Regions from separate parts of the Sus scrofa genome. Here region 2 is linked to region 1. Evidence: chromatin contacts called from public HiChIP or PLAC-seq data. All regions are on one chromosome and are shown on one strand. Each heading gives the region's core, a stretch centred on a gene start, on an enhancer-like site or on the middle of the called end of the contact. The rest is flanking DNA. Distances are from core to core; before and after follow the strand shown.

Region 1 (3,632 bases), core at 35-2,534:
CGTTAACCACTGAGCCACGACGGGAACTCCTATTCATTTGTTGATGGACACTTAGGTTGCTTCCATATCTTGGCAACTATAAACAATGCTGCTATGAATATTGGGGTGCATGTATCTTTTTGAATTAGTGTTTTTGTTTTCTTGGATATACACCCAGGAGAGGAATTGCTGGATCATGTGGTAGGTCTACTTTTAGTTTTTTTGGGAACCTCCATAGTGTTTTCCAAAGTAGCTGCACAAATTTACATTCCCATCAACAGTGCAGCAGAGTTCCCTTTTCTCCATATCCTAGCCGACATTTTTTGTGTGTGTGTTTTTGCTTTTTGAGGGCCGCACCCACGGCATATGGAGGTTCCCAGGCTCGGGGTCGAATCGGAGCTGTAGCCACCGGCCTACACCAGAGGCACAGCCACAGCAACGCTGGATGTGAGCCGCGTCTGCAACCTACACCACAACTCACGGCAACGCCGGATCCTTAACTCACTGAGCAAGGCCAGGGATCGAACCTGCAACCTCGTGGTTCCTAGTTGGATTCATTAAACACTGAGTCACGATGGGAACTCCAACATTGTTTTTTGTGGTCGTTTTGATGATAGCCATTCTGACAGGTGTGAGGTAATACCTGTGATTTTGATTTGCATTTCTCTGATGATTATCGATGTGGAGCACCTCTTCATATGCCTATTGGCCATCTGTATACCTTCTTTGGAAAAGTGTCTATTCAGGTCTTCTGCCCATTTTTTAATCAGGTTTTTTATTTGAGTTGTATGAGCAGTTAATATATTTTGGATATTAACCCCTTATCACTCATATCATTTGCAAATATTCTCTCCCATTCAGTATGTTGTCTTTTCGTTTTGTGGATGGTTTCCTTTGCTGTGCAAAACCGTTTAAGTTTAACTGGGCCCCATTTGCTTGTTTTCACTCCTGTTTTCTTTGCTTTAGAAGACAGATCAAAAAAATATTACTATAATTTATGTCCAAGAACGTTCCAAGTAGCCTTTTTCTTTTTCTGGCCACACCTGCAGCATGCAGAAGTTCCCAGCCTAGGGACTGAACCCTCACCACAACAGTAACCCTTGCCATAGCAGTGACAACACCAGGTCCTTAACTCACTGGGCCACCAGGGAACTCCTAGGTAGCCTTTTTTAAGGCAGAATTTTAGAAATTCTAACACATGCTACAACCCGAATGAACCTAGAAGACATTTGCTAAGTGAAATGGACCATTCATAAAAAGACAAATGTGGTATGATTCCACTTACGTGAAGTTCCTAGAGAAGTCAGAGTCATAAAGTAGCTTGATTTCCAGGGGCTGAGGGAGGGGAGAACAGGGAGTTGTTTAGTGGGTACAGAATTTCAGTTTTGCAACAAGAAAAGAATTGTGGAGACTGGTTGCCCAATCACGTGAATGTACTTACTACTGCTGCCTATACACTTAAAAATGGTTAAGGTGGTCAATTTTATGTTACTCTACAACTAAAATTTTTTAAACTTAAAATTTTCTTAATCTCATGAACTATCCGTGCCCAAATTTCCACTTCTTGTAAACGTCAACATTTTTTTTCCCAGTGTTTGTTTGAACTAGGATCCAAATAAAATCCACAAGTTGCCACAGGTCATGTCCCTTAAGTTGTTTTTAACGTATAAATTCCCTTCCCCTCTTCCTTGCAACTTATTTGAGGAAACAAGTTGCCTGCCCGTCGTTTCTCACAGCCTAGAGTCTGCTCCCTGCATCCCTGTGGTGTCCTTTAACCCTTTCCGCCATTCTCTGTAGTCCCTGTAAATTGGTAGGTGGCCGTAAAGGCCCTGGGCTAGCTTTGATGTGGTCTCAGGAGGAGACCAAAGACATCCATTTCTGCGGGGCCAGCCCAGCCGGACCTGAAAAAGCGAGGCTAAACCACCAGCCAAGCCGCTTCGAGTGACAAAGACGCAGTTTACACACCTAAGTCCGCCTTTAAAAGCCGGGGGAGGAGGAAAAGGGGTGGGGCGTAACTACGTGGGAAAAACTCTTTGTCCGGTTTCCACCCGCGTAATCAAGTTACGAAATAAACAGCCAGCGCGGGGCGGGGCCCTTAGCCGGAAGTGACGCAGGCGCGGCCACGGCAGAGTGGCCGTAGAGGCGGGGCCACGGCTAGACGGGCTGCTCCGGGGCCACACTTCCGGCTATCGCCCAGGGAGACGCGCCCTGTGAAGTCCCGACCAGGCTCCGCCCGCTAGGGTCTCCTGTGACCCGGACCGCATTGGCGGCCCTGCGGGCGGGATGTTCCGGGGTTTGAGCAGTTGGTTTGGCTTGGAGCAGCCGGCGCCGGGTGGCCGGCAGTCCGAGGGAGATGGGCAGCCTAAGGGAGACGCTCCACCCGAGCAGCGCTCCGAGGCGGTGGCAGAGACAGCGGAGGGGGAACCTCAGCAAGCCGGGGACCAGGAGCTCCTTCATCAGGCCAAAGGCCTCGGCAGTGAGTCTCTCCCCGGCCCCGGGGACCAGAGAGTTTCAGAGAGCGTCCGTATCCCTCCTCCTGCCGCCCCTGGGCGTGGGCCACCACTGGTCGGGGGGAGGAGGGAGGGAGCGGAAGGCGTGTCTGTTGTCTGGAGAGCTTGGTGTGGATCTGGGCAAGGCCGAAGCTTTATCTTGCAGTCAAATCCTGTGCCCGAAGTTCCTGGTGACATGTCACTCTTGGCACAGTGTGTCACCATTGCAAGCAGGGCCGAAGTAAAGCAGTGGGGCTCGACGTCTTTAGGGTTGACGAGGAATCTCTTTTTTGTTCATCTCGCCAACTTTCCCCTCTATGACTTCCGGAGGACTGAGGACGTTGGAGAGCTCGAATTGGTCGAAAGTGCCTTTTTGCCCTGAGGTCAGAATGTCATCCAGAGTAAATTAAGGAAGAGTTACTTACTGAAGGCCTCTGACAGGCAGGCTCATCTCCTTTAGGCTGCATTGGGACCATTTTCCTTAACATGGGAAACTAATTGCCAGTTATTGTCCGTGATGTGCAAGTTTCAGCCCTAAATGTTTTGTGGATGTGTCTTAAGTCACCTGTTTAAACACCCAGCGAGTCGGGAGGACCAGCGATTGCAGTGTTAGTGGCCCAAAGTTAATGCTGATAGTAAATGGTAGATGTGGAATTTGAACCCATGACTGTCTTAATGTCAAAGCCTGTGCTCTTTTCCAGCTTACAGCCTAGTTTGGGAGGAGGGTGAAAGTCCCAGGCATGCAGAATAAACACATCCTGTGGTAATTCTGCTCCTGGAGAGACCTTGGCAGGCTTAAATAGTCAAGGAAAACGCCTTTGAAAAGATGACCCTAAAGCAGTCAGCACTACAAGCGAGAGCTCTTCAATTTAGCACGCATTTTTAAAGAATTTACTCCAAGTTACTAAAACGCAAGAGCATGGGGCTGGCTGGAGCGGAGAAACACATTTTTGAATAAGAAAGGCTTTAATGTTCAAAAAGTTACTGCGGGGTGGAGAGGCAGGGAAAACAGACATACTCTCAAGTCCTGGCAGTACATAATCTCAGCCCCAGGCCCCTAAACGGTGCACAAGAAAAATAAAACTAAGTGCAAAGCAATGAGATCACTAAAGAGGGTACAGCTATTTCCTGTGAGGAAAATGGGGAAGAAAGGAGCTTGGAATA
Region 2 (4,190 bases), core at 749-3,248, 140 kb after region 1:
TGCAATTAACACGTATTTATCTTGGGGGCTGGTTACAAGGATGTGTGCGCTTCGCAAAAATTAATCAAGCCATATTTTATGACTTGTGCACTTTTCTGCACGTAGCTGTTTTCTTTCTTCTTTTTTTTTAATGGCCACACCCGCGGTATATGCAAGTTCCCAGACCAGGGGTCAGATCCAAGCCGCAGTTTCGACCTACGTCGCAGCTGCGGCAATGCCAGATCCTTTAACACACTTTGCAGGGGCAGGAATAGAACTTGCGTCCTGGCGCTGCAGAGACGCCGCCAATCCCATCGCGCCACAGCCGCAACTCCTAGGCACGCTATTTTCCCATAAAGTTTTTAAAGAAATCCCACCAGTCTGGCACCCAAAAAGATGCTGCTCTATGTTAATGCCCAATAAATGTCAAACATATCCGGTGCCTCCCGCAAATAACATTAATCTCACAACAGATTCTTTCTCCCCCTTTAAGCGCCACATTATTACGCCAGAAACCAACCCCCAAATCACTTAAGTTTTAAAAATAAAAATCACCTGCCACCTCACCCAAGGGCTAAACTAACTACATGCTTACGTTCCATACAGAAAACGCCAAAAAGTAGGAAATCCAGGACAACAGTTAAATTTACGCAAAATAAAAGGTGCCAGAAACCCTTACTTAGTCACTTCAGGAAGCCACTGAACGGTAAGACTCGGCCACTGAAGAGCATGGGTCATAACCAGGTCATACAGAAACGGTGTATTCTTCTTCCAGATTTTATATTCTTCATTGATGACACGCTCCTCCACAGTATCTTCAAACACTGAAATTTGGAGAAAGCCCACACGATTAAGTGGCGGAGAGGGATCGAAAACAAAACCTGTACACAGATACCGGAGGTCACCTCGAGATGGCCACACCTAATCTCCTCTCTCTCTAATTTGGACACGAACTGCTCGTCCACAACGTGGAGAGAATATTAACACCAGGAAGCTTTTTTTTTTTTTTTTTTCCCTCTCCACTTTGAAATCAATAATGCCTGCGAATACAGAATCGGGTAATTAATTACACGGACATCGCAAATGTTTTGCCGCTACAGCTGTCCGCACCTGTTCGGAGATGACGAGCCGTATGTAAAGAGGCTCCCCGACCCACCCGGCGAGACGAATCCACGTGTAGCAGAAACCCATCGGCCCGCTCCCTCCATCCCCCACCAGGAGAGGCCTCGGCTCCCACGAAGCCCGCGTCGGCAGCCATAAGCCACGGGTTCCAGAATTCCCCCGGACAAGAGCCGCGACCCCGAGGCGGCCGCCGCGCGCGCGTGGAAGAAGCCGCCGCGCCCGCTTTCCGGCGACGGAGGCCGCCTCCGCCCGGGGACCGAGAGCGCCGCCGCCGGAGGGGGTAGGGGGTGGCGGGGTGGGGGGGGAGGGGGCCCAAATCGCGGCCCCGCGCCCGGCTCCGGAAGTGCTCGCAGCCCTCCGCGCCGCGGCCGCGTCCCGCGTAGGCCCCTCGAGGCGCGCGCCCAGCCTCGCGCCCGGCCCCGCCCCCTGCTCCTCACGCCAATTCGCGCCTTTCGCCGGCGCGTGCCGCGGCCTCGCGCGCCCGCCGCCCCCGCCGCCCCGGCGCGCGCCGCCCCGCAGGGCCTCTTACTCTCTTTACTCGCCATCTTGCGTCGGGTCGTTTGCCCCTCGCCGCCGCCTCGGACTCCCCTCGCTAGCCAAGAGCAGCCCAACAGTAGGCGCTCCTGCCTTTCCCAGGCGCGTCACACACTTCCAGCTCTCGAAGCCTCAGCTCCGTCTTTCAGCCTGGGTGCTCCCCAGACGCCGCGTCCTTCTCTCCTACCTCCTCCCCGATTGCGGGTACCGAGGTCTGAGACGCTCTTCTCTCTCTCTCCAAACTTGGAACGAGACTTTTCAACCCGCGCCTCCCAGCCCGCCCAGGCAGCTGAGCGCAGGCGCATCCGCCCTGGGAAAAGTGAGAGGCGGTGGAGAGGCGGGCCTGGGAGCCAACGGCTTGGTGGTTTCGACCAATCACGTGCAGCAGGCAGGTTTCACGCGGCGTTCGGAGGCGGGCTTCTGGAGGGTGGGCGGGACGTTTCGCGGCAGGAAGTTGGCGAGGCGCAGGCGCGAGGTCTCGCCCGGCGCTCCCAGGGCCGGCCGCGGGGGCGGATGGGGGCGCGCGGGGGTGGGGCGAAGGGAGGTGCGGCGTGCAAGCTGCGTGGGGGCTGTGAGCCCCGGGGCGGCGAGCCCTGGGGCCGCGGGGCGTGGCTGCTTGCAGCGGCCGTGGCCGTGGCGGTGGGGGGTAGGAGGGGGGCAGGGAGGCTGTTGCTGCTTAGCCAGGCACAATCTCAGAGCGAGAGAGGAAAATGGTTTCTGGTCTCGAGAGATTACTGTGCCCTCAAAGTCTCCCAGATAATCGCAGGCATGCAATTGTGTGCACCTCGAAAGGTCTCCCTCCACCCGACTAGCCTTTCCTGGGGCCTGGTGGAGCCGAGGTGTTGTTTGTCGGAGGCAAAGGGGGACTTTTGCAGAGGCCGCGGGTGTTTTCTGACTGCAGAAGCCGCCGGGCCTCCCTGGTTGGCTAAACTGGGGCCTGTGCACAGGCCACCAACACCCCGAAGCTGATTTGAATTACGTTTTCACAAATTTGGGTTTTTAGAACGATGTTTGCAGTCTTTCAGACTGCAGGGGATTTTGCCCCTGCACAGGCTTTCTTCTCTCTATCCTAGCCCCGGGCCCTGCTGAGTCATGCTTGTCACCTGCGGGGGTCCTAGGGTGACCCCCCCCCCCCCCGCCAAGCTGGCGCAGCTGGGCAGAGTTGACCCGGGCCGGCTTGCCTGAGCCCTTTTTGCCCTGGAACTTGGCAGCCCCTGAGGCGTGCGTGGGGGTGAGGAGAAAACAGGCTACCTTGATACTTTCCAAGTGCCTTCTTGCCAGTGACCATGGTGATTCTCAAACGAAATCGTGCAGTTGCTGCTCTGATGCCCACCTTGCTGATCGGGAAACAAACCCAGTCCGTGGCAGAACCACTCCTATTACCTTATATAGAAATTTGCTGCCTGATGTCTCTGGTTTCCCATACGATACAATTCATTCTTATAACGCTCCCCCTTTCGTGTCAGGCCCAAGAATGTTAGCGACTGAAGCTAGGGAGCTGGGGGGGAGCGGCTGGAGAGGGAAGAGGATCGGAAGGGGTTTAAACAGTACAGTCCTCTGGTTCTAGAACACGAGTTGGTAAACGTTTTTCTAAAAGGGGCCAGATAGTAAATATGTTAGGCTTTGCGAGCAACGTACTCGGCCGCATTATAGCGAGAAAGCAGCCCTAAGGCAATATGGATGAACCTGACTATATTGCAGTAAAACTTTATGTTTGAACTTTATATAATTTTCACGTGTCACATAATGTTCTTTTGATTTTTGATTTTTTCCCCCACCTTTTGAAAACGGAAAAATCATTTTAAGCTCGTGGGCCACAGAAAAACAGGTGGTGGGTTACATTTAGACGGAGGACTGTAATTTGTCCACCTTGTTCTAGAATAATTGTCTTAACAACTCTGCTTCATTGAGAACCTCCTCGGAGTTACTCTGTGGCTCAGCGGGTTAAGGATCCCGGGTTGTCACTCCTGTGGCTTGGGTCACTGCTGTGGCACGGATTTGATCCCTGGCCCTGGAACTTCCATTTGCTGCCCTGCGCATCGGAAAAAAAAAAAAACAATAGGCGCTTGCTCACGTGCAGAGTAAGAGAAGGCTTGGCAGATGATTTCCAGTCTCCCATTAATATATTTTGCTTACTTATGATGAGTAGGCATGATTTCCAAAATCTAGTAAATGTTTAAAAGGTTGAAAGAAATCTTTCCAGATGATCTGACTTTGAAATCTTTATGCTGGCCACTTTACTGAGGGTTCCGGTAGGAAATAAGGAGCAGATATTTGGGGAGTTGCTGAAAATATACAGGCACTGTCACCCATTTGATCCAGAAGTATCAAGTACAGCATATTTGGTTAGTTGGGGATTTTTGTTGTTGTGATTCTGAATTGAATCTGTCAATTCTGTTTCTCTACATTTTTTTTTAGTCTTTTTCTGGTCAGGTACTTTTTTGCTTCAAAAATGTAAATATGAGGTTTCTCTCTGAATTGCTAACTGTTGCGTTTTGGTTTGGCCTTTCACCCCAATTTCTTAAGCTCTGGTCCTAATCTTTTCTCTCACTTTC

The links. HiChIP or PLAC-seq counts read pairs in DNA pulled down with a chosen protein or histone mark.
Region 2: a contact with region 1 is called in an H3K27ac HiChIP or PLAC-seq map of alveolar macrophages. The contact joins the promoter of RBBP7 here to the promoter of CTPS2 in region 1. A contact is called at or near these places in 1 of 47 Hi-C or Micro-C datasets (heart right ventricle) and 1 of 2 datasets of contacts at active chromatin or transcription factors (alveolar macrophages).

The regions. Positions count from the first base shown.
Region 1 is chrX:13,179,847-13,183,478 of Sscrofa11.1, forward strand. It overlaps CTPS2 (CTP synthase 2), which reads right to left and starts at 1,285. Exons shown (of 19, transcript XM_021080709.1): 1 at 1,265-1,285. It overlaps SYAP1 (synapse associated protein 1), which reads left to right and starts at 2,168. Exons shown (of 7, transcript NM_001244109.1): 1 at 2,168-2,455. The coding sequence starts at 2,263.
Region 2 is chrX:13,315,076-13,319,265 of Sscrofa11.1, forward strand. RBBP7 (histone-binding protein RBBP7) reads right to left here and starts at 1,999. Exons shown (of 12, transcript XM_003134956.6): 1 at 1,631-1,999; 2 at 659-803. The coding sequence starts at 1,646.